4 separate regions of the Sus scrofa genome follow, and regions 2, 3 and 4 are each linked to region 1. The links are chromatin contacts, called in public Hi-C and HiChIP or PLAC-seq maps. All regions are on one chromosome and are shown on one strand. Each heading gives the region's core, a stretch centred on a gene start, on an enhancer-like site or on the middle of the called end of the contact. The rest is flanking DNA. Distances are from core to core; before and after follow the strand shown.

Region 1 (5,940 bases), core at 3,365-5,864:
TTAAGAAACTGAACAAGGCAAAAATAAGTCTAAAAGAGCATCTGACCTATATGTGGATAAAATTCTGAAATTGGTAAACTATTAAGCAATGGCATAACCACAGAAATCCCACTGATTATAATCACATGCAAAGTTTTCCTATTCCCTATTGTTAAAAACCAACTATTTAAAAAATTTTCATCTTAATCTTTCGTTTGTATATTTTAGTACCAATGTTTTAATAACACCAGTACTCTTCCAGAGTTCTGATTTACACAATTCAGTAAATCTCACTCAGTGGATGAGGTGCCTACAAGTGGATAAATACAAACAATTATATTACATATAACTGTTGTGGGTGTTAAATAAGATGATAATACACAAAGAGGTTAGAGCTCAATAGGCTACATTCAGTGTCAGTGATTTCTATTATTTGCCTGCTATTAACTTAATTCAACAGTTTCAACTTGTGTCTTCATCTAAGATCCTGAAGCATTCTGTAACAATGCCAGGTAGGTAAAGGGCTTCAGATTTCCCCAATTCTCTGCTCAACCAAAGTGCTTCATCTGATACATAAAATCAGTAGGAGGTTTAAGATTTTCTCTTGAAAAAAGGGTTTTACTGCTAGTCAAAGTCTGCAAACTATGTTTATAATACAAGATGCTCTGTATTACAAGGATTCAAATTCCACTAAGGACAAACACCTGGCCTATCTGCCACTTTCTTCCCTGATGGCAGAATTTTACTCATTCAGCGTAATCCAGATCCACCTCAGATTGTTACAATACTAATCCCAGATGAAAATGGCTTACTAACCCTTGCTTTATAACATCCCTGCTAAATACCAGGCTTAGCTAAAATTGTATATAATCACCCTAACAAGAAGCTGGAAACAAGAGTTTATGGAATTACATTAAGAAAAGAATGTAAAGCTGGGTATTATTTTTAAATTTATTTTTTACATGATAATCTCAACTACTTCAAGACACACAAAAAAAGACGAACAACTAATTAAAAAGGAAAAGAGGTAACTCATCTGGACTTTATACTCTTTTGCCTTTTTGAGAACACAAAGAAAAAGCAAACTGTAAAAACTGCCTTTTAAGTTTCTATTCAAAGAAGACTTCTGAAATAACATTATCTCATAAGCAGAAGTTTTACCTAAATAAGAACAACTGAATTATGACTTAAACCCTAGTTTACGAAGATATCTATTAAAAATAGAATATCCTTTTTTTTTTTTTTTTTACAGCTACACTCAAGGCATACCAAAGTTCCCAGGCTAGGGGTCAAGTTGGAGCTGCAGCTGCAGGCCTACACCACAGCCACAGCAGCCAGATCTGAGCCTCGTCTGCGACCTACACGTAGCTCATGGCACTGCCAGATCCTTAACCCACCCAAGGCCAGGGATCCAACCTGCAAGCTCATGGATATTAGTTGGGCTCCTTACTGCTGAGCCATGAGGGGAACTCCCAGAACATTCTTAAATTATGTAAAAAACAGTATTATTTCACAACTGCTCCACATTCAAATTTGATATATTCCATTACTAAAAAAATAAATTCGACACACCTTTCGCTTTTCAGGAACATCCTCAAGTTCTATTTTTCTCTTTTTCTGAGTGCCATCTCCAGTAGAAGTTCATCTTTTGTAAAACCATCACTTTCCATTCTTCTTTTCCTTGAAATGCCTTCATCATCTCCAGAACCTTTTTCCTCTGGGACAATTCCAGCATCAAGTTTTCTTTTCTTGGATGGAGTGTCTTCCCCACAACTAGAACTTTCCTTTACAAGATCGTCCTCAAACGCCATTTTTCTCTTTTTTGGAGTGCCTACTAGCCCACAAGTAGGAGCCTTTTCAGAAAGCCTGGTCCCGGGAGAGGTTGTATTTTCATCAATACTGAATGAAGATTCAGTTTCTGAATCTATTGATGTCTTTGCCTCTTTAAGAGAGAGCTTTTCACATTCCTCTGCTTTTGCCGAATTTTCCATTTTTGATTACTTAGATGGCACAACTTCATGAACTAACACTGAAATGGCAAAAATTTGATTCTTACTTGTAAACACTACTGCTGAGATTTAAAAAACAATTTATACCAGAAACAAGCCATTTAATTTCAATGATCAACTAGTTTACAAAAACTCATCTGAGAATACTGAAAACAGTATCAATTGATATAGACTGCATATGAATTTTTGAAAATGATAATATGGAAGTACTGATTATAATCCTGGAACACTTTTACTCTCTCTTTTTTAAAATTTTATTGGAATATAGTTGGTTACACTTTCACAATCTTATCCACAAAAGTAATCATTGGCATTAAAACTGACAAGATAAAAAGAAACTTTTTTAAATAAAAAATAATTTAAAAAGGGGAGTTCCCGTTGTGGCACAGCAGAAACGAATCCGACTAGGAACCACGAGGTTTCGGGTTCGATCCCTGGCCTAACTCAGTGGGTTAGGGATCTGGCGTTGCCGCGAGCTGTGGTGTAGGTTGCAGATGCGGCTCAGATCCGGTGTTGCTGTGACTGTGGGTAGACCAGCAGCTATAGTTCCAATTTGAGCCCTAGCCTGGGAACCTCCATATGCTGCGGGTGCGGCCCTAAAAAGCAAAAAATAAAAAATAAAATAAAAAATAAAACTGACAAAGTCAGTTCCATTTTTATCCTGTTGCCTTGTTTCGCAAACTGTGTTCTGGACACTATAACAAATTCATTAGGGCACAACAGAACATTTTATTTAATTTTTTTTTCTTTTTGTCCACACTTGGAGCATATGGAAGTTCCTGGGCCAGAGATCAGATCCAAGTCACAGCTGCGACCTATGCCACAGCTCTGGCAAAGCTGGATCCTTAACCTGCTGTGCCACAGTGGGAACTCCAGGAAATATATTTTATTTACTTATTATTATTAAAATATAGTTGATTCACAATGTTTTGTCAAGTTCTGTTGTACAGCAAAGTGACCCAATCAAACACATTTCCCTGTGCCCATCCATTCCAAATATAACATTTTGCATCCAAAAAAAGAGATTCATACTGCAATCTGACATCTGAAAGGTATCACATACACAGCTTAAGAAGAGCACAGTTTTAACCGAGTAGATTGTATCACATTCCTTTAAATGACATCAGAACCTGGTGAGGCTGAGATTTTGCTGGCACCACAGAAAATCAACACAAAGAACAAGAAAAGTCTGAGAACCTACAGCTGACTGCTAAAATACTTATTTCATAATGGGAGTCAGAATGAGATTAGAAATCCAAGAAAGCAGAATGGCTGGACAAAAAGTTTCAAGACTCAGCCAGCAACTTAAGGACCATTAGTCTTTTTCAAATGTATTTAGGCCTATGTGTGAAATGGGAGTTGGAGAGAAATAAGTGAACTATTTACTGGATAAGAACTTAATAAGTACTTCAACAAGTTTAGTTAACTCCTACTACAGAAAAGCTCAATAAGGCACTGTGAGTGAGTCTTCAGAAAGTTTACAGCTTATATATACCACTATTAAAACGTTAGGCTGTATTATTAAAACCAAGTGGAGAAGAGAAAGCAAAAGTCCAAAACTCAGTAAGATTCAGCAAATTCAGAACTTAAAAGTTACAAAGAGAGAGACAAAGTCTTCTGAGTATTTCTTCTCTCTAGAGCAGAAATAGTCACTTAACGAAATGGGTAAAAAATCACTCTAAATCAGTAAGGGTTTCAAAGGATATTAGCTTTTACTACCCAAGGTTTGAGGTAACAAAATACCAAGACGTGCCAAAACTGGAAGAACTGAAACAGAGAAAAAGAATTACCCATAAATGTAATTTTCTGAATAACTACTTAAAATGATTATCTAATAAAACTGCCCACCAAATTATCAAGTCCCTAGCTCTCCTCCTTGCTAATTACTTCCTAATAAGAAGTAGAAGCCGGTTTTAATTCCAAATAAATCAAAGCAATTTATTATCTTTAGCTATAATTAGTTTTAACTGTAAATGTAAAGCCTAAATTCAGTATTGGGAATGTAAGTTAAATTTATTTATATTTATCTGTGATATTTCCACAGATGAGATGCCCTAAAGACCATTCAGTCAGAATAAACAGCACAGAATTTCAAACGACCCCAGAAATGGGTACGAATGTTTGGACCCAACATCCCAGTGGAATAATGATTAAGCTCCCGACGCAAGAGGACTGCCCTTCGGAACCCTGGAAGAAAGACTCGGGTAAAGAGTCGATAGACACAGCCGTGGATGCGCATCAACGACCTGCCTGGCATCTCCGTGACCTGCGCAGCAGTCACCCCCGAAGTTGCCCGGGGACGACGGGCCAGGAGCTCGAGCTCCAGCAGGTGAGCTCCATGTCTGAACTGCCAGCCAGCCAGCCAGGTCTCCTCAGGCCCAAGGACGCACAGAGCCGCCCGGGGCGGCCCGGCTCGGGTTCCAGCCCTCCGCGCAGGCCAGGCGGCTGGCCGCTCCGGCTCCGACAGCCTGGCAGTCCTGAAGCCGCTCTCGGGTCTCTCCGACCTGGGCGCGCTCCGCGCCAAGGGGTACCGGTGTCCGCCGAACAGCCCGGCCAGCAGTCAGAGCTCCCCTTCCACCCGGCGGCCGCCACACACAAAGGGTACGGACCCAGCGCCGGAGCCACACACTCACCGTCTAGCCATCCACGACTCTGTTTGCGGAAGAGGCGTCTCGCCACGCGCGCGCTGTGACGTCACTACCGGGCAGCACGGGATCACGTGGCCCGGAAGCCCGAGTCCCGGCATGCCGCGCGCCGCGAGCTGAAGGCGCCGGCACTTGGGGGCGTGAGCGCGTGGTTGGCGGGGTCGCGTGGGGCGGGCGGGAGGCGTGGTCGCCTGAGCCCGAGGCTTCTGGCGCGCGGACCCCACGCTCTGCTGGCGGCTCTGTGGGGCGACACGGCGGGAACTCGGAGTGGTTCGCCTGGACTCTGCTGCGGGGAGCGGCGGCGGTCTCAAGTCCTGAGGTAGCCCGGGCCTCTGAGGGCGGAGTTGGGCAGTCCTCAGGGCCGCTTCAGCGTGGTGCCCAGCGGGGAGCGGCCGGGGCGGGGACCTGGGGAGGACAGAGGGCACCCCGCCCTTCGCTGTGGGCCGGTGTCCTGCAAGCCCTGTGGGACGGTTTTCCAGCCTCAGCTCTGCCACCTTCACCCTTTGCTCTGCCCTTCCTCGCTCGCCGGCTGGGAGGGGCCTGGGAGCCCGGGCGTTTGGACTTGGCTTCGGGAAAGCTTAGCGTCCTGCTGCTTCTTGGGGACCGCAGGTCACTCCCTACCGCTGCGTTCTGGAGGGCCAGATCTCTCTCGAGAGGGCGCTTCTTATCTGTCAGACTTGGGAGGAAGGAGCAGCCCATAGCTGTCTTCGAAAATCGGCTCCGTGGTGGTATCTGTGTAGGCTGGATTTGGGGACGGGATGGGTGGGGGAGTCAACACACTTTTTTGGCCCATTCGCTGTAATTTCCGCTAGACAGTTGGAGGTCCTGCGGCACTGAAGCTCCGTACTTCAGGGTTTAGCACCCCATGCTAGGTCGAAACTGTGCCTGTGGACTAAGATTGTTGATGGATTGTGCCGCAGCGCCTCCCACCTGAAGGGTGTAAAAAGTGATCAGAAATACGCTTTCAGTTCTTGTTTACCAAAATTGATCTCTTTAAAAGCAGCTTCGGAAGTGGGTTTACTAGCCTACATAGTTGTCGGTAGGCACCCTTATATTAACAAGTAGACCTCGCTTTGGGGAAAACAACGTTTGCAGTGTATACTTCGCTTCTAAATTGTGGGCAATAACCTTTTTGAGGTTGTTGATCCCTTATACACTTTGGACCAAGAATGAAGCCTATTTTTAATAAACGAGGATAAGCCATCAATTTCAGATGACTGTACTTTTTTTTAATGCAGTGATCGAAATTGAGAATTAATTTTGTTATTACAGATAACTGCAAAGGTATAGATAGATCCTAGTGACTG
Region 2 (6,410 bases), core at 704-3,203, 840 kb after region 1:
CTATGTGAGTTCCCTCTGAGCCACGGGCTACCAATGCATACATAAAAGATTAACCATAGACTCCTGTACCCTTGTCTTTTTAGCTCCTGTGAGAATATCCGTATATAATATTTCCATTTCTCATCCCTGGCTCAGGCATGCAGTTGGCCTCGTCCTGGCAGGAATTGGAGTTGCCACTGGCTTGGTGGCTCCATGAGGAGGCTTTGCCTGCCAGGAGGTGATGCTTTGTGACTTGTCAGATACTCTGTCTACTCCAGCCAGAACCATAGGGAATGCACTTTCCACCTTCCTCAACTCCCTAACAAGTGTGGTGATGGATAATGGTCTGACCTTGGGCTACCTCCTAGCTGAGCAGGGAGCGGTACTGCCATAATTAAGAAAACATGTTGCACCTGTATTAACACCACTGGCCAGGTGGAAGAAGACATACAAAAGATACATGAACAGGCTTAATGGCTTCACGGTTTTTTGCGAAAGGTAACCCCAGCGTTGACTCCACACTGACCAAGTCAGAGAAGTATTACCAAACATAATCTGGTTTCTACCTCTACTTGGACCTCTGACACAATAATACTTGTACTGATTTTTGCTCTCTGCCTTTTAAACCTGCTTTTTAAGCTTGTTTCTTCTAGATTACAACAGTTTCACCTGTAGATAATGGTAGGCCAGGGATTTCAACCCGTCCCGCCATGAAGATGGGCATTATCAACATCCACTGGACAGGGCTGCAACCTCCTAATATTCACTACTCTCCATCTCTGCCACTGTCAGTGACCCCAAGACCCTGATCTCTGACAGATGGCAAGATGGTCTGGACCCCACACGCAGTTGTCCACACATAGGGACAAAGCCCCTGCTCCATCTTAAAGCCGCTACAGAAAACAGACCACGGACTCTTTGATTTTTTAAAAAATTTAAGGGTCCAGACTCCTTGGGGAAGGGGGAAATGTTAAAGCAGGCAGTTAGCCAGAAATGAGGAGAGAAGGGAGGCATGAGCATGTGAGGAAACCTACATCCTGCTCCCAAAGGGTCCCAGAGACAAAGAAAGGCGGGAAGTAGAGAAGTAACATTTGCTCGCTATGCCCTCATTACAACAGAATTAACCAGAACAGTGCCCACCAAGCACCCGACGCCCAGGCAGAGCGGAGAAACCAAAAGGCGAATGCCTGCTGTGGAGCAGCTCATTAAGAATTCCGAAGTTGCGGCAGGTGTGAGGGTTCGTTCCCGGGACAGGCAACTTCCATAGCCACAGGAAAAAAGGAAAAAGAAAAAAAGACCAAAAATGGAGCAAAACTCCCCCGCCCCAGGGAGGCGCATAAGGGAAGCAAGATCCAGAGACGTTCCCGCGCCATCCCCGCGCCCTCAGAACCCGCCTGGCCGGCGCTCTCCCGCTGTGCCCCGGAGGTGATGAGGACCCGGCCTCTGGCCAGGCGGGTCATCCCGCCGCCGCCCAGACGCGTCCCCCAGTCTGCTCTAGCCCTCCGCCCCTGCCCTCGGCAGGCGCACCTGTCCTGTCCAGGAAGGGTCATCGTCCAGAAACGGACCGCACAGCTGACAGAGCCGACCGCGGTGCTGCTGCGGAGAAGGCGCCACTGAACACACCCTCAAGAACACACTCCATGAGGGTCTTACCTAGAGAGAGACGCCCAAAGGGTCCAGGACGCCTCACCTGAAGGAAGGGGCCACCTGTGGGGGCCTCAGCAGCCTCTGCGAGCCTCGGGGCTCCAGCGCGCGCGGCGTTACTGCAAGTGTCCCACCTGCCCCAGGCTCCGCCCTTAGGCCCCGCCTCCAGCTCCGCCCGCTGCGCTGCACGGGCCCTCCGCCCTTTTTCCTTTAGGCCCCGCCTCCTTCCCCGCCCACCACCGTCTGAGCACCTCCTTTAGACCCCGCCTCCGGCCTGTCCCGGACGCTGCGGGGGTGGAGCCACGGCCCTGGGCCCTAGAGCACGCCGCGGTACGGCTGACGTCAGCGCGCCGGGGCCCGAAAGGACGTCAGGAGAGTGTGGGGTCGCGGGCGAACCCTCCCGTGGCCTCCGTTCGGATCCTGACGGGCCATCGAGGCTGCTTTCCAGTCCGCGCCTGGGCCCGAGAGGCGCGCCGGCGGCCATGGCGCACCGCTGCCTGCTGCTGTGGGGCCGCGGTGCTTGCCGGCCCCGCGGGCTGCCCCCGCCGCTCGTGCCTGGCGGCCGCGCGGGACCCACCGAACGGCTCTGCCTGCAGACGGTGAGTTCCGCGCCCCCGGTCCGCTTCCGGCCCGCAACCCGCTTCCGGCCCGGCGCCGGGCGTCAAGGTCACCGGGCCCGGGTGGAGAAGGGCCTCGGAGCGGCGGGTCCGCTCTGGGCCCGGGAGGCCGGTGAAACAGAGCGTGTGGGAGCCGGTCCCGCCGGAGCCCTGCGCCCCGGGGGGTGTGTCCGTCACTGCAGCCTGCGGTTGGCGCCCGGAGGACCCCAATGCCTAGTAATGGGTCATTAACGGTGTCCCCTCTGTCACCGCGAGGCCCTAGCCTCCGTGCAGGGCTGTCCGGCGGTGCAGCCCACGTCGGCTGTGCCCGTGGCGAATCTCGCCTCGCGCAGGCTGACCCCGACCGCATACGGAGGCGCGGGGGCTGGTGGGCAGGACCCTAGCCGGGGGCTTACTCTCCATTTGCCCTTGAGGAAGTGTTTGCAGCCTCTCCACTTTTAAAAAGGCGGTGATAGCACCTGCATTCCTGACGTTTCCTCCTCGGAGCCTCCTTATCCCCTCTTTCCTACTCTGAGTTGCCATGCTCTAGGCCTTTTCCCGTTTATTGCATTGCGTCCATTTCTTTGCCTTTCCTTGCTCTAATCCCTCCTAGTGACTATTGACATGCAGTAAGCAGGTAGGGATCTGCCTTGTGAGTTTGAAATTTTTATGGAGGAATCTTACCTAAAAGTCCTTTCTTTCGAATGGCACCTAGTGTCGGTGAATCGGTGCTGAGGTGTAAGGAAGTCTCTTGTAGGCCCCAGACACATATTCCCTGGTACTTCCCTGAAAATGTGGATGGGGACACCAGGGCATTACTCTGCTACCTACAAGGGACTCTGAGAAGACGCATTTTCCTTTAGGTTTGTGCGGCTGGTAAAAGTGTTTTTCCAGTGAGGTTCCTTGGGAAAAGAATTTGATGTGTGAGGTATCTGTTCTTAGGTGTAATTCTCAGAGGAGTAAAACCGAAGATAAAGCAACTAAAAAGTACTCATATGGTCAAACAGAAAAGCCAGTTCTCCAAATCGAGGTGCTCTAAATTTAAAGTTAATTTCTTTTATATGTATTATTCTTTGAATGATTTTAGCATAGAGAGCTGAGGGAAAAAATTTCTTTGGTGGTTCTCTCAGCATTAAATTCAGGGATTACTGCTAGAGGTATAAGGGGACTTGTTAGTCAACAAACTAATACTGTTGATGGAGTACATACCATGTACCCAGTTCTGTACTTTATTGTAACACAGAAACTGCTTAATGTGGTGACAGTAAAGAGCACTTACTCTCAAATAGCTTTCAGAATAATTGGAAATGAGAATCTAAATCTAGTTATCGCCATGCAGTTTTAATAGTGCTTTTACATATGTCATTGCACTTGGTCCTCACACTAGTAACCCTGGGAACTAGATCTTTTCTCCCATTGCAGATGCATAAAGTTCTGACACTGTTTGGCTGGTGAACTATAGATCCTTCAAATCTCAGGCTAGGTGTCACTTTGCTTGTGACATTCCTAGGTCTCTTAAACATAACCACGTGCTTCTCTGTGCTGCCTCTGTTCCTTCTCCTTCCAGGTTTTGTACCATTGCACCTGTGGTTCCATCCTGGACTGGATTTGTTCCCAGGACTCTTCCTTATTTGTCTGAGTTTCTTTCTTTTTCTTTCCTTTTTTTTTTTTTTTTTTTTTTTTGCTTTTTAGGACCACTCCCACAGCATATGGAGGTTCCAAGGCTAGCGGTCCAGCCGGAGCTGTAGCTACCGGCCTATGCTGCAGCCACAGCAACTCGGGATCCAAGCCACATCTGTGACCTACACCCCAGCTCACAGCAACACCGAATCCTTAACCCACTGAGCGAAGCCAGGAATCAAACCCGCAACCTCATGGATCCTAGTTGGGTTTGTTAACTGCTAAGCCATGAAGGGAACTTCCTCGCTGGTTCTGGTCCCCCTGTGGACTCCCCACTGCTTGGCAGCACCTGGCCTAGACCCGACATTCAGTAACTTGTTTTCCTGTCCAGCTTGGGTAATGGTTCATTTTAATCCACACCCTTAATGGATTTGACATTGGAAGATATTTTTTCACATGTGGCACACTCCTGTCCATTATCAGTCGTTATTTCATAGGCTGAATATTCCCAGGCTTCGGAGAGGGCCCAACACAACAGAAGCTCCACATTCTCAGCTGCATTGCTGTGGGCTACGAATGGTGTCAGGATTTCTGTTGCTATTAACTGTGAAGTTAAGTCAGCTCATTTTTTTTTTAATTGTCATTTTTTAATCCAGATATCATAAAATCCACTGTTTTAGAGTGCACTTTCCTTGGTTTTTAGTATGTTCATAAGGCTGTGCAAACCATGACTACTGTCTAATTTCAGAACATTTTCATCACCCAGAAGAAAGCACTATAAGCATGAGCAGTTGCTCCCCGTTTCTCCCCCAGACACTCCCCCAGCCCCAGGCCACTACCAGTCTGCAGTCTCTATAGATTTGCTTGTTTGGGACATTTCGTATAAATGGAATCATGTAATATGTGGCTTTTTGTGTCTTTTTTTTTTTTTTTTAACAGAGTAATGTTTTCAAGGTTTCACAGCATGCATTCCCTGTCTTGGCACAGCAGAAATGAATCTGACTAGGAGCCATGGGGTTGTGGGTTCGATCCCTGGCCTTGCTCAGTGGGTTAAGGATCCGGCATTGCCGTGAGCTGTGGTGTAGGCCGGCAGCAACAGCTCTGATTAGACCCCTAGCCTGGGAACCTCCATATTCCTCAGGTGCAGCCCTAAAAAGACAAGACCAAAAAAAAAAAAAAAAAGGTTTCATGGTAGCATGTTTCAGTATTTCTTTCATTTTTTACAGATAGATAAAATTCTACGATGAGGGAGTTCTCATTTTGGCTCAATGGTAGCGAACCCAGCCAGTATCCATGAGGACATGGGTTCAATGGCTGGCCTTGCTCAGTGGGTTAAGGATCCGTGTTGCCGTGAGCTGTGGTGTAGGTTGCAGACATGGCTCGGATCTGGTGTGGCTGTGGTGTAGGCTGGCAGCTACAGCTCTGATTCAACCTCTAGCCTGAGAACTTCCATATGCTGCAGATGTGGCCCTAAAAAGCAAAAAAAAAAAAAAAAAACACCTTCCATCGTGAGTGTATTCCACATTTTATCTGTTTATTGTCAGCAGGTGAACATTTCGGTTGTTTCCGCTTCTTGGTTGTTATGAATAATGCTGCTGTTAATGTGCACGCACAGGGTTTTGTATGAACATACATTCTCAGTTTTCTTGAGTAGGAGTGGATTTTCTGGGTCGTGCGGTAACTCTGCATTAACATTCGAGAGTGCCCAGCTTTTCCAGAATGGCTGCAGGGGTTCCCACCCCCCAGCAGGATATGGGGCCCCAGTTTCTACAGATCCGATTATGGTCATACTAGTGCATGTGAAGGAATTTTATATGGTTTGTGATGTTTTATTTTTCTCATCAGACCATAAAGGAAGTAAATGAGAGACATTAATACAGATGACCTCTAAACATTCTCACCTGTATGTAAAAGCTTGTCCTCCTAAAAAATGGTGGTAATTTTCACTTTGCAAATGGGTAGGGTTACTTGAACTTTTTCACTGCCAGGTTTGGATGTATCCCCTCAGTGAACCTTGCCATAGATTGATTTTAATTGTGCAGCTAAAAATTTAATAGGAAGCTCGTTCTGTTTGTTCACATTATACTCTGATTTTACCTGGACAGTATTTACAAACAATTTTTAGCAACGTATTTGAAGCAGAGATGTATCGATAAAAGGATTTGTCTGGGTAACAATATATTAAATATCTTTAGCAAACATTGGACCATAACTTTCTTATCTTTGCACTAAGATTAGTTTAGCATTGTGTCCACAAGCAGCACTGTTCTGTAATTTCAGGTAAATGACCTTGCAGTGTGATAGACCCTGCAGGTGAGACAGCAGGCATCCCGTGTCAGAATTTACCTTTTGAATGCTGCGGGTTAAGTGAACAGATGGTGGTAGAGAATTGTAGGTAGGCTGCAGCTCTTCATTGGATATGATTTGAAGTGCTCTTGCTCTGGGTCGTCTTTTATGTCTCTTAGTTCCTGCTGGACTAGCATGGCAGGGCTGGACCACCCTAGTCCTCCCTTCGAGGGCCCTTCTGTGCTAGTCTGTAACTGCCTGTTGAAGGGAGAGAGGTCTCATCCA
Region 3 (6,574 bases), core at 257-2,756, 530 kb after region 1:
ACCGCTAGTAACTTTCAGACATTTCTTTCTCTATGAAGTTTCTCTTTTTCTTTTTTTTTTTTTCATGCCAGGTACCTCCTGCAAAAATAAACTTTTCTCTTTTGTGATTAATAAATATCTTTTCAGGGAGATCCTTTGAAATGATGTCAATCTTTCTACCTATCACATGCTAATTTTAGCATCCATTGACATTTCCTCTGTACATTAACATAATTAAAATTGTCAAAAGCTGACTTTCAACTACCATTCTTTTAAAAAATTGAGACATACTTGACATACAACATTTTATCAGTGTCAAGTATACAAACTGTGATTCCACATTTGTACATATTGCCATATGAGCACTATGGTCTAGTTTAGATCTGTCGCCACAGAAATTTTTTTTTCTTGTGATGAGAACTATTAAGATCTATTCTCAGCAACTTTTAAATATACAGCACAGTATTAACTACAGTCACCATGCTGCCAGTTACATTCCAGGCCTTTTTGGTTTGTTTGTTTGCTTTTTAGGACCGAACCTGCGGCATATGGAAATTTCTGGGCTAGAGGTCAAATTGGAGCTACAGCTGCTGGCCTATACTACTGCCACAGCAACGGGGACACCAGCAGGGTCTGCAACATACACCAAGCTCACAGCAACGGCGGGATCCTTAATCCACTGAGCAAGGCCAGGGATCGGAACCCGAATCCTCATGAATACTAGTCAGGTTCACAATGGGTACTCCCTCCAGGACTTTTTTTGACTGGAGGTGTATACCTTTTGATTCCCTTCACCTCTTTTGTCCACCCTGCTAGCCAGCACCAATCTGTTCTCTGTTAGTTTTTCAGATTCCACATAGGAAACTTTTCTCAGCAGGTGTTTGTGCCCCTCCCTCTCCCAACAGATCTTAGGGCTTTTCTGCACCTTTTTCAAGGTTCTAACTTTATTTACCTACATGTGTTTACAATTAGACTGCAAACTCTTGAGGATAAGAACCTGGTCTTACTTTCACATTTTGACAGAAAAGAACGCTCACTGAAACAATGAATGAACAGCGATAAAACCATGTGCTAGCTACTGGCAAACGTGACATCTAGCCACGCCGGAGGCTCCTGAATACTGACAATGACTTGCGAGTTTGAGCATGACCCTAGAATTCGCTGAGAAAGGTTTCCCAGGATGAAGTGTACAGCGAAAAACCGGCGACCAGAGCGGACAGCAGGTCGCAAACCCGCAGGGTCGGCTCTCTGCCTGCAAGGGCTCCGGAACACGGCCCCGCGCGAGCCTGGAGGTCGCCGCCCGGTCTCGCCCCCCGCCCGCCAGGGCTGGACTCACCATCAGGAGCGTGCATCCCGCGAGGTCGGGGACCGAGTCCCCGCAGGGAACGAACATGGTCTCGCCGCAGGCGGAAGAGTGGGTTGCGCGGAGCCCTCCCAGGCCGCCGGCGCGAGGTCCTTCGACGCTTCCGGGGCGGGGTCCTTCCAGGCCACCGGCGCGGGGTCCTGAGGTGCCCGTCCTGCTGCCTGCCGGGCGGAACGCGCGGGGCGGGGCGGCGCAGGGGGTGGGGTGGGGCGTGCACGGCGGCGGCGGCGGCGCGGAAGCTGGCGGGAGGCGCGGAGGCCGCGGGCAGGGTTGCCAGGGGCAAGGGGGGCGCCGGCCCAGCTGACTGGCAGGCGGCGAGGGGGCAACCTGGCCGCCGTTTAGAAACAGCAGTTGGCTCCTCCCGGTCTTTGCCCGCCTGACGCGGAGACCCTGGGAGCCCGCGAGGCGAGCGGTCGCGGGCTGTTGCACCGCCGCGGAGACGCTGGGGCCGCCGGGCACCCGAGAGCGAGCCCAGCATGTCGCTGCCTCCGGAGAAGGCGTCTGAACTGAAGCAGCTCATCCACCAGCAGCTGAGCAAGGTGAGGCGGCGGGCCCCGGGTGAGGTGCGGGAGGCGGCGGGGCTGCGGGGCTCCTAGGGCGGAGACGGCTTCGGCTCTTGGGGCCGCGCCGGGGCCGCCAGCTCTCCGCACGCTGTGCAGATTTTCCCCAGGTTCTGAAGGTAGATGAGTTAGTTCACGGTCACCCCTAAATAGCTGAAAGCCTTCTCTAGGTCTCCGCTCTACTCTCAGACTTGTGTCTGTTGAAATGGTAACAAAGGCAGCAGATAACCAATAGAGATGATATGTATGATTTGTACTAAAAAATTCCCCTTTAAAGTTTTTTTTTTTTCTTTTAAAAACCTTACCTTTATTCTTACTGAATTTTGGTATCCGTTTACACTTACTATTACTCTAGAAGCTTTCTTGAATTTAGTCTATTCACTACCCGTTATTATTGTCGTTGTTCTGAGTCAGCATTTTAGAAAGAGATTAGCTAGTTGGTAATCTTCGACTGCTTTGTAGTGTTTTGAGTCATAATGCGAGTTTTCTGCATAGATGGATGTCCATGGCAGGATAAGAGAAATCCTTGCTGAAACTATACGTGAAGAATTGGCACCTGATCAACAACAGTTATCAACGGAAGATTTGATCAAAGCCCTTAGACGCCGGGGAATCGTTGATGATGTGATGAAAGAACTTAATTTTGTTCCTGTGAGTAATCTTTTAGAGGAAGAAATTTAAGGAGATAAGTATGTATGTATATATTTTTTGTTTAAGTATATTATCATGCCTATGGCTGATATAAGGGTTCACATTTGCAGCCTCTCCTTTTATATTATTACTATTTTTGGACTGTGGCATACAGAAGTTCCAGGTCCAGGGAACAACCCTAAGCCACAGCAGGGACAATGCTGGATCCTTAACGTTCTGAGCCACCAGGGAACTCCAGAGGCCTCTTCTTTTAGTAAAACTGCTTTTGATATAAGACCATTTTGTCTAGTAGTAAATATCTTTGTTTCAAGTATGTGCTAACTACCCTTGAATGTAGCAAGTAGGATTGATATCAGTGAAATTGGAGTTATGGGCCATCTTGCTCCCTGTACAGTGACAGTTTTCTCTTGTTTTTCTCTAGGTCTGTGACTTTTAAGTATGTATATGTGTATGTGTGTATATACATACATATGTCAAGTTAGTTCACCCTAACCTGATTTTTTAAACTAATATAGTTCTATAATTTTCTAGATGAGACTCATTTTTAAAACTCATTCTTTTGGTACTCTCTTCTGTAAGATTAATGCATTATCAGTTTTTTAAGAGAATTATTATCTGCATCAGAACCTTCAAATCTTTCCATACAAATAGGTCAGTAGTGGGGTGACAGCCTCTCGGTGCACAAATTAGTAAGTAGGTCTTCTTTTGAAAATGAGGCAATAATGAGAGACTGTGACCTCAATACCTGAGTAATAGAATGAAGAAATTGGATGGACTTCATACACCAGGGGATAAGTATTTTAATGCAGCATCCTTTTTTGGTTTTTGAGATTTATAAATTCATTTGTTATAAAAATTGACCTAGTAACAGCTTCTGCTGTGTGAATATCACTTCCTGATTAAAGCCAGTTCCAATCCTGGTGGAATCACAAGCCAGATGTTACATGAGGTTTGGAGAATGTTTAACCTTTTATAAAGTGTTAAAAATTTGTTTTAGCATTCTGTGGGACATGGCTTGAAGACCACTAATCTCTTATGTTAGACTTTAGAAGTGACCAGTTGCACTATTTTTGCCGGCTTTTCGTTTTTCTAAGTATGCTAGGAAAGTAAGGACTTTTTTGAGGGGGCTTTATCCTGGCTACTGTTTGTTCAGTTTTTAGTTTTGTTATTGGATTTCCTTGCTTAGCTATACTTTTTGTTTTCTAATTTGTTTTGATTTTTTTCTGCCGTGCTAGGATAATGTTGATCAAGAACTTCCTTCCTCTCCAAAACAACCTGTTTGCTTTACTGACAGACAGTCAACGCTGTTAAAAAAAAGTATGTGTATTTCTCTCTCTTTTTTTTGTGTGTTTCTCTTTAACACTAATTTAGTCATAGATAGTACTGCTTATTGATGGCTGTAGTGATATAAAACATCTCCATTTTTTTTTTCTAGAATGAAATACTTATGTGATTAATCATCCAAAAAACTTAGATTCTATTTTGCATAAAGTATATCAGAGGATTTAATGTATAACTGAGTGGAAGCAAAAGCAGGACCACCTGTTTTCATGTGTTAATATAATTTATAAATTGAGCAGCCTTGCTTTTTTAATGATAATGTCATTATCTAACAAGTACACACGTTAACTTGATAATTGTCTGAATTGGTTCATGGACCTGAGGCAATCTTGAATAGGCAAAAGTATTTCCAACCTGGGCTCTGACTCCTTTCTGCAGGGAGAAAGTAGCCAGTGTAAACTAAAAAGATATCATCTTATTCTTCCTAGGGTGCAAATGGTCCTGTGTATAGTAAATTTGTTATTCTTTTTTTTTTTTTTTTGGTCTTTGGTTTTATTTCTGTCAGTTTATTATTTCCTATTGTCTTGATCACATTCCTTAAGTTAATTGGCAGTTTCCTTATATATATTGCTACACTTTACAGCTAATATTGATCCAACACGGAGGTATCTTTACCTTCAGGTTTTGGGTGGAAAAGCTTTCTTGGAACACCTGCAAGAACCCGAGCCTTTACCAGGACAACCTTGTTCAACTTTTACTTTATGTTTACATTTTCGAAACCAACGTTTTCGTTCTAAACCTGTTCCATGTGCCTGTGAACCAGATTTTCATGATGGCTTTTTACTTGAAGTACACAGAGAAAACTTAGGTAAGAAACCATAATAAATTTTCATTAAATTTTGTAAATCTTTGATTTTATTGCAAAACAACTATACAACTTCTGCATAAGGAAAGCTTTTTAACAGATGAATTTCCCCATGCCTTTGTTTTATTTTTTCTTCACTGCTTTTTTCTATGTAAACTACCTCTTAATTTCTTGCTATATTTTTGGCTGATTAATGTTCCTTCAAGATTATTTCTTGACAGTTTTAATGGTGGTTTTTCATAGTAAAAATTTAAATGTCCATTAGGTGGAGGAAGAAACATGAGCCTTTTCATTTATGAATGAGATGGTTCTGTTTACAGTATTACGTGACTTAAAAATTGAAGTTTAGATATGAATCTTTAACTTGTTTTTATAACTTTAAAATAATGATACTTGAGTAGTTATTTTAAATTTTTCTTCTGTAAAGGTATATATTTTAGTTGTCAGTAGAAAAGTATTTGTGTGTGTGTGTGTGTATATGTATATGTTTTGTTTGTTTGTTTTTGTTTTTTTTTTTTTTTTTGGCTGCTCCAAGCATATGGAGCTCCTGGGCCAGAGATCAGATCTGAGCTGCAGTCGTGAACTAAGCTGCAGTTACGGCAACACCTGGGTGCTTAACCCATGCTGCCGGTTTGGGATTGAACCTACTGCCTAGCACTCCCAAGATGCTGCTGATCCCGTTGGGGCACAGTGGGAGCTCCAAAAATCTTTATATTTGTAAACTTAACAGAGTTGTAGAATCATACCTTCAGAAATTTAAATTACTGAGTTGGCTAATGCACTACTAAAATTTTATTATTTTTTCCCCCTGGTGAAAAATGTTAACCTTAATAAGGCAGTTAATAGCTTAAATTGCTAGCTCCAAGGTGCTGGATCTTTCAGTTTTGTGTAGATAATCTAGTGGTAATTTCTAGAGGTGTAGGGATAAAGGTATTTTGGAGAATAATGTTGACATATTTGAAGGCTTTTTAGTATAGAAGCATATACTTTATGTACTTTTGAAGAGCAGACTTATCATTTATAGGTTATGTAACACTGATATTCATTAAGTAACTAGATAGCTTGTCACATATCTACCAGTCCTCTTAAAAGTTGCTGGTTGAAAAAGGACTATAGGGTTTTTTTTTGTTTTTTGTTTTTGCTTTTTCAGGGCTGCACTTGCATATGGAGGTTCCCAGGCGAGGGGCCGAATCGGAGCTGTAGCTGCCAGCCTACACCACAGCCACACTAACGCTAGATACAAGCTGCATCTGTGACCTATACCACAACTCATGGCAACGCCGGATCTTTAACCCACTGATCAAGGCCAGGGATCAAACCTACATCTTCATGGATGCCAGTCAGATTTGTTAACTGCTGAGCCACAACAGGAACTCCAAGGACTGTGCTTTTATTCCCAGTCTGTTGCATGCTTTCTGAGGCATTACCAACTTATTCTATTTGGTTTTATATGTTTGTTATTAGTGTCTTTTTCAATAAAAATATTTTACATTGGCCTAACTGGCTATGTAATGTGTAATTTTTTTGTGGTTTATGTTGCTAGGTGATGGAACTCGAATGGCTGATTCAACAACAATGTTATCAATAAGTGACCCAGTTCACATGGTGCTAATCAAAACAGATATATTTGCTGAGACCACTTTAGTAGCATCCTATTTTCTTGAATGGCGATCAGTTTTGGGCTCAGAAAATGGAGTAACCAATCTTACTGTGGAACTTATGGGTGTAGGTATGATGAATAATATCACTTCTAGCTTCTTATAACCACAGTTTGTAAATGCATTTTATATTTTTACTTTATTTATTTTACTTTATTATTTTATTTTGCTTTTTAGAGCTATACCTGCAACATATGGAAGTTCTCAGACTAGGGGT
Region 4 (5,992 bases), core at 2,767-5,266, 550 kb before region 1:
TATGTAAAGAAGGGGTGTGTGTGAGAATTAACTCTCTATTAGCAATTCTTGTTTGAAAAATGACTATCTGGAGTTCCCGTCGTGGCTCAGTGGTTAACGAATCCGACTAGGAACCATGAGGCTTCGGGTTCGATCCCTGGCCTTGCTCAGTGGGTTGTCGATCCGGCGTTGCCGTGAGCTGTGGTGCAGGTAGCAGACGCGGCTCGGATCCCATGTCGCTGTGCCTCTGATGTAGGCCGGCAGCTACAGCTCCGATTCGACCCCTAGCCTGGGAATCTCCATATGCCGAGGGAGCGGCTCAAGAAAAGACAAAAAGACAAAAACAAACAAAACAAAAACAAAAACAAACAAACAAAAAATCCAAAGATTTAAAAAAAAAAAAAGAAAGAAAAATGACTATCTGAACTTTTTCTCCCTTCTTTTTCCCAGGCTGGATTTTGATGGTCGGAAACTCAAAACCCCAAAACCCTGGTCCAGTCTTCCTCCCACCCACCATTTGCCCATTTCCACATCTCAGAGCCACCTTGGCCTCTCGAACCCTTTTCATTTAGTCACAATTTCCCATAAATATCAATTGAGTATCAATTTTGTGCCAGAGAGGCAAGAACTCTAAACTCAAGGTACTTAGAAAATATTAAAAAATAATTGCAGGAGTTCCCGTCGTAGTGCAGTGGTTAACGAATCCGACTAGGAACCATGAGGTTGCAGGTTCGATTCCTGGCCTTGCTCAGTGGGTTAATGATCCGGCATTGCCGTGAGCTGTGGTGTAGGTCACAGATGTGGCTCGGATCCTGCGTTGCTCTGGCTCTGGCATAGGCTGGCAGCTACAGCTCCGATTAGACCCCTAGCCTGGGAACCTCCATATGCCGCGGGAGCGGCCCTAGAAAAGGCAAAAAAAAAAAAAAAACAAAACAAACAAACAAAAAAAAAGATGGTAAAAAAAAATTGCACAAATAATTTTTAATTAAGATTATGAAACCTGCCAAGAAGGAAAAATAATATTCAACAGGAGATCTAGTCTGAAGGCTTGTGTTCAAATCACCCCTTTTCCATCTGTCTCCCTCCTGTCATCCTCCTCCTCATTATCCCCTTTCTAAGAATGGTATCTCCTGCATTAACCCCTTCATTGCATCACCAGAGCACAGCCTTGATTCAGACCTCACTATATCTTTGTTTTTCTAAAAGGTCTCCCTGCCTCTTTTTTTACTGACTCAAGCCCATGCCCTATACCGCAGCTAGAGCTGTATTTCTAAAATATAACTCCCTGGTGGCTCAGTGGGTTAAGGATCTGGCATTGTCACTGCGTTGGCTCAGGTCAATGCTGTGGCATGGGTTTGACCCTGGCCCTGGAATTTCCTCATGCCTCCTGCATGGCCAAATTAAATAAATAAATTAAATGTGATTTGACCAGCTCCTTCTTGCTTTCACATTAGGGTTTTACCTCTCCTGCCTTGCTTGGCCTCTTTTTTTCACCCTTATCCCCCTTTCCTCTGCTGCAGGAACCTCTCACCTCATCCAGGCACAGATTCCCATCTCCACTACTGTTTGCTCATGTTTGCTCTACAAAGTTCTATCCATCCATCTCAACCCAGGAAATGGCTGTTCTGAACTCAAGGGTCTCACTGAACACGGGCTTGATGAGAGCCCACCGTGGATGAGGCACTGAGTGCCGGGCACTGAGCAAGGTCAGAGGGGAGGAAAAAAACTAGAAGCCAAAAGTCAGCACATCTTCTGATGATGACCTCCCCAGATTGCAATACCTGTTTCCACAATAGATTATAATAAGTTCCATGAGGGCAGTGACAGGATCTGACTTGTCCACTGCTGTACCACTAGATGGGCCTGGTACAAAGTAACATGGTGCTTAGTACAGAAGAACTCGGGTTTTTTCCAGTGTATAAATAAATGAATAAAGGAGTTTGTGTTGTGGCTCGGCAGTAAAGAAACTGACTAGTATGCATGAGGACACTGGTTCGATACTTGGCCTTGCTCAGTGGCTTAGGGATCCAGCATTGCCGTGAGCTGTGGTGTAGATCACAGACATGATTTGGATCTCACGTTGCTGTGGCTGTGGTGTAGACCGGCAGCTACAGCTGATCTGACCCCTAAGCTGGGAAATTCCATATGCCACAGTTTTGTCCATAAAAAGAAAAAAAAAAGAATAAATAAATTCCCTCCCAGTGGAGTTATAAGTGCATGTGTTCAGGTCCCTTAAAAGTTTAGAAGTTTCGGTGCTATGACATGTGTGCACTCTTTATAAAGAATCACTTTATTAAATGGTTTCACACGCATTATTGTTTGTTTCTCATTATAATCCCATTAATTATCACCAATTTATTTATTTATTTATTTATTTATTTTGCTTTTTAGGGCTGCACCTGTGGCATATGGAGGTTCCCAGGCTAGGGGTTGAATTAGAGCTGTAACCACCAGCCTACACCACAGCCACAGCAATGGGAGATCTGAGCCGAGTCTGCGACTTAGACCACAGCTCAAGGCAATGCCAGATCCTTAACCCGCTGAGTCCCGCTGAGTGAGGCCAGGGATTGAACCCACGACCTCATGGTTCCTAGTCGGATTCCTTTCCGCTGCACCACGATGGAAACTGCCCCAATTTATAGATGGGGAAATTTTCTTCCTTCTCTCTCTTTTTTTTTTCTTTTTTGCTATTTCTTTGGGCCGCTCCTGCGGCATATGGAGGTTCCCAGGCTAGGGGTCCAATCGGAGCTGTAGCTGCCAGCCTACGCCGGAGCCACAGCAACGCGGGATCCGAGCCTCTGCAACCTACACCACAGCTCACAGCAACGCCGGATCGTTAACCCACTGAGCAAGTGCAGGGATCGAACCCGAAACCTTCATGGTTCCTAGTCGGATTCGTTAACCACTGCGCCACGACGGGAACTCCCTTTCTCTTCCTTCCCTTTTCAGTTTCCTTCTTTTTCTCCCCTTCCTCTACATTGCACGTATAGTCTAGGTATTTCTCGTCTCTAACCCAAAAAAAGATTTGGAAGGACTAAATGTAGAGCTGATTGCAATGACGGCCAGGAGGCTATTTGCCCTGGGCTTCACATATATGAAGCACCAAATAGAACTTTTTCGTATTATGGCTGAGTAGAGTTTCTGTGCAGGTGAGTGTGTGTGTGAGAGAGAGTGATGTTTTTGTTAAATCTAAATATTTTTAAAATGCTACAGTTTGTATACCACATTTTGTCATATGGTCACTTGCTTTTAAACATCCTGGGAGTCATTACATTTAGAAGAGGCCCAGGTTCAGAAAAGTCAGGTAACTGGACCAAAGTCTGCCCCCTATTAAGGTGCCAAAGCCAGGACTGGAACTCAGAATGTCTCTCTACCCAAATGCATGACTGCCTCCAAATTGCTGCAGACGATTCCAGAATGGTCTAGCATAAGGTTTAAGCTCCGGGATTTAGTCAGATAGATATGTTCCCTTCAAAATTCTGACAGTTACTTTGTGAACTTGGCAAGTAATTCAACTCCATTTAAAAATTAGAAGCCATAATGGTACCTACCACAGAGAGTTCCTATTAGAATTAAATGAAAATGCACAAGCATTCAGCATAGCCCTGGCATATAGTCAGCGCGCAGTAAATGGTAACTGTTATTACAAGAACTGTATTTATTGAATGAGTGACTCTATATAACGCCTGCATTCAATTTGAGGATTGGAACTGACAGAGGCGTTCAGCTGAACGGGTGGAACCTGTAGCACTTGCCAATTTTTTTCTGGAAATAAATCTTTGTGGGAGGATAATCACTGGTTGGAAAGTGTGAGCCTTGAGGGAACAAAGCTCTGATCTCCAGGCCTGAGGGGCACGGAAGCGAAGTCTTCCCTGCGTGCAGCGGCCGCAGTGCGGAACGTCCCCCCGACTGAGCGGCATCCGACTAGGGCAGGATCTCTTCTAATTTCGCTCATCTTAATCTTGCGGACCACACCCTTCGCACCGAGAAGTAGGACTCCCAAACCGCGGGGCGGAGGCTGCTGCGCGGCACCAGACCTGACCATCTATGGTCACAGAGCGCACCGAACAAACAGGAAGTGGGGCAAGCTTCCACCTTCCCAGCCGAGGGCAGAAAGAGCAGGGCGGCGGCGGCACGCCCAGAAACCCCGGGCTGGGCCAGAGCGCCCTCGCAGACCCCCTCCCCACACCCAGCCCCCGGAGGTCCTCCAGGCACAACGTCCAGATCAATGGCCTCCTCACGTCACAAACGGGGAAATCGAGGTCTGCACGCCCAGAGGGAGGCGGGGTTTAGCTTTCATCCCCACGGAGAATGGACGGCCACCCAGAATAGCCGCCCTCAGAGAATCGTCCCCTCTAGTCCCTAGACCCCTTTCGGAATACTGCGAAAAGGGCCCGGCCTTTGCCATTGAAGCCAAACTGATGGGAGAATTAGCCACTCATTAGTCCTCCTTCTCCGGGGGTGGAGTTTAGCCAGTAATTTCGGTCCTTCATTGGCCCTGGCGCTTCCGGCTTCTACGGTTGATAGAGGGGCGTGGCTTAGCCTTAAGTACGCCGGCCTGCCCCTCCCTCAATGGGGCGGGGCTTTTTTCCTGCCTAGAGGGGATTCTCTCTCTTAGGCGTGGCGGATAGGGGGCGGAGTCACGAACGGGGCGGCCAGACATCCTCCCCGTCCCTCCTCTGGCCAGGCGTTTCAGCCGGCCGTTCATTTCCGGTGGGGGTGCCGCGCCCAGTGAGGGCCCGGAAGTGGGTCGCGCGAAGATTGCTGGGCGGTTCTTGCCGGAAGTGGAGAGCGGCTGATCGCAGTCCCGAGGTGAGGAACTCTGAGGTGAGTGTGCGCGTCCATGTAGGGACTGGGGTCCCCTCCGAGGCCCACTGGCCCCTGGCTTTGTTAATGGTTTTTCTGGCCTAGGCGCGTGCGGTGAGCCCTCCTGAGGGGCTCCGCGGCGAGGCCCTCAGGCCGACCTGGAGCCTGGGCGCGGTCTCTTGAGGTGAGGCCGGGGTGACCAACTGAGCTAGGCTCTCCTGGGGAGGCCCCCTCCGCTGGACCTCGCAGTTCTGACCATCAGCTTCAGCGGAGGCCTGGTTTCTGAGGTGCTCGTCCTGACTGAAAGGAACCTCTGAGATCTTTTTAGTCTTCCTTATCCCTGGTCTTGCCCCATTGCTCGGATGGGTAAATCGATCCCCGGAGAGACGGGCTGGTCTAAGATCTTACAGCGAGTGAGGGAAACAATCGGAATCTAGACCATAGTTTTTTAGATTATCAGCCTCAGATCCTTCCCGCGTTCATTTCCCAGGACCTTCTCTCTCTACCTTGGAGTGGTCTTCCAGGAGGTGTCGTCTCGTGGGCTATTGCAGGTTAAAGGTTCTCCGATGCGTGCAGCCTGTTTGGATTGCCTGGGGAATTGTTTTTTTTTTTTTTTTTTTTTTAAGAGAGGGCAGATCTTTGTATTTGTAATCAGATAACCTCCCCTTTCTCCTAGTCTATAGCGCTTATTCAAAAAAGCCCAGTTAACTCTGTCAAAGGTGTTGCATACTTCTGGACTTGAAACCATTTGGCTCGTGTTTGGTCTGGCCCCACTGCTAAGCATCGGTAGCCATAGGTGCTTGATTTACCTTTGAGCCTCGTTTTTCTCATCCTTTAAGTGGGGATCTCTGTACCTCAGGGGATGAAATTCAGTGCAACAAATTGTGTTTATTCCGTGTCAGGCACTCTGCCACGTGCAGAGAATGCAGAAACAAAACAAGGTAGACCCTGCCATCATGGAGCTGACAGTGTTTGCAGAGATTTTAACAAGTAACTATAAATACGATGAGTGTTAGGAAAGAAGAACAGGGTGCTTTAGAAGTATGCCACAGGGGCGCAGGAAAATCCCTTCTGCAGAAGCAGAGTTTAAGATGAATTTTGAACAATGAAGAGTTCTATGAAAAGAGAGTGAGAAACTTAAGGCAGAGGTTAGTATCAGAATGGTGTCGGTTGAAGCTCTTTATAGGGATCCCTGTCCAAGTAAAAA

What was found. A called contact is a pair of places that touch in the nucleus more often than the background predicts. HiChIP or PLAC-seq counts read pairs in DNA pulled down with a chosen protein or histone mark.
Region 2: a contact with region 1 is called in an H3K27ac HiChIP or PLAC-seq map of alveolar macrophages. The contact joins the promoter of AFG3L2 here to the promoter of RNMT in region 1. A contact is called at or near these places in 1 of 5 promoter capture datasets (liver) and 1 of 2 datasets of contacts at active chromatin or transcription factors (alveolar macrophages).
Region 3: a contact with region 1 is called in an H3K27ac HiChIP or PLAC-seq map of alveolar macrophages. The contact joins the promoter of CEP76 here to the promoter of RNMT in region 1. A contact is called at or near these places in 1 of 5 promoter capture datasets (fetal liver) and 1 of 2 datasets of contacts at active chromatin or transcription factors (alveolar macrophages).
Region 4: a Hi-C map of liver shows a contact between it and region 1, with 5 times the contacts expected there. The contact joins the promoter of CAP1 here to the promoter of RNMT in region 1. A contact is called at or near these places in 1 of 5 promoter capture datasets (liver) and 1 of 47 Hi-C or Micro-C datasets (liver).

What each region holds. Positions count from the first base shown.
Region 1 is chr6:96,358,200-96,364,139 of Sscrofa11.1, forward strand. It overlaps RNMT (mRNA cap guanine-N7 methyltransferase), which reads right to left and starts at 4,615. Exons shown (of 12, transcript XM_021096015.1): 1 at 4,235-4,615; 2 at 1,625-2,008; 3 at 1,552-1,622. The coding sequence starts at 1,970. FAM210A (protein FAM210A) reads left to right here and starts at 5,241. Exons shown (of 5, transcript XM_021096018.1): 1 at 5,241-5,355.
Region 2 is chr6:97,198,937-97,205,346 of Sscrofa11.1, forward strand. It overlaps AFG3L2 (AFG3-like protein 2), which reads left to right and starts at 1,954. Exons shown (of 19, transcript XM_021096024.1): 1 at 1,954-2,222. The coding sequence starts at 2,106. PRELID3A (PRELI domain containing protein 3A) reads right to left here and starts at 1,856. Exons shown (of 10, transcript XR_002344989.1): 1 at 1,633-1,856.
Region 3 is chr6:96,892,023-96,898,596 of Sscrofa11.1, forward strand. CEP76 (centrosomal protein of 76 kDa) reads left to right here and starts at 1,507. Exons shown (of 13, transcript XM_005665274.3): 1 at 1,507-1,881; 2 at 2,398-2,553; 3 at 3,789-3,870; 4 at 4,478-4,702; 5 at 6,243-6,428. The coding sequence starts at 1,819. It overlaps PSMG2 (proteasome assembly chaperone 2), which reads right to left and starts at 1,529. Exons shown (of 7, transcript XM_003356342.5): 1 at 1,316-1,529. The coding sequence starts at 1,372.
Region 4 is chr6:95,807,469-95,813,460 of Sscrofa11.1, forward strand. CAP1 (adenylyl cyclase-associated protein 1) reads left to right here and starts at 4,017. Exons shown (of 13, transcript XM_021095997.1): 1 at 4,017-4,791.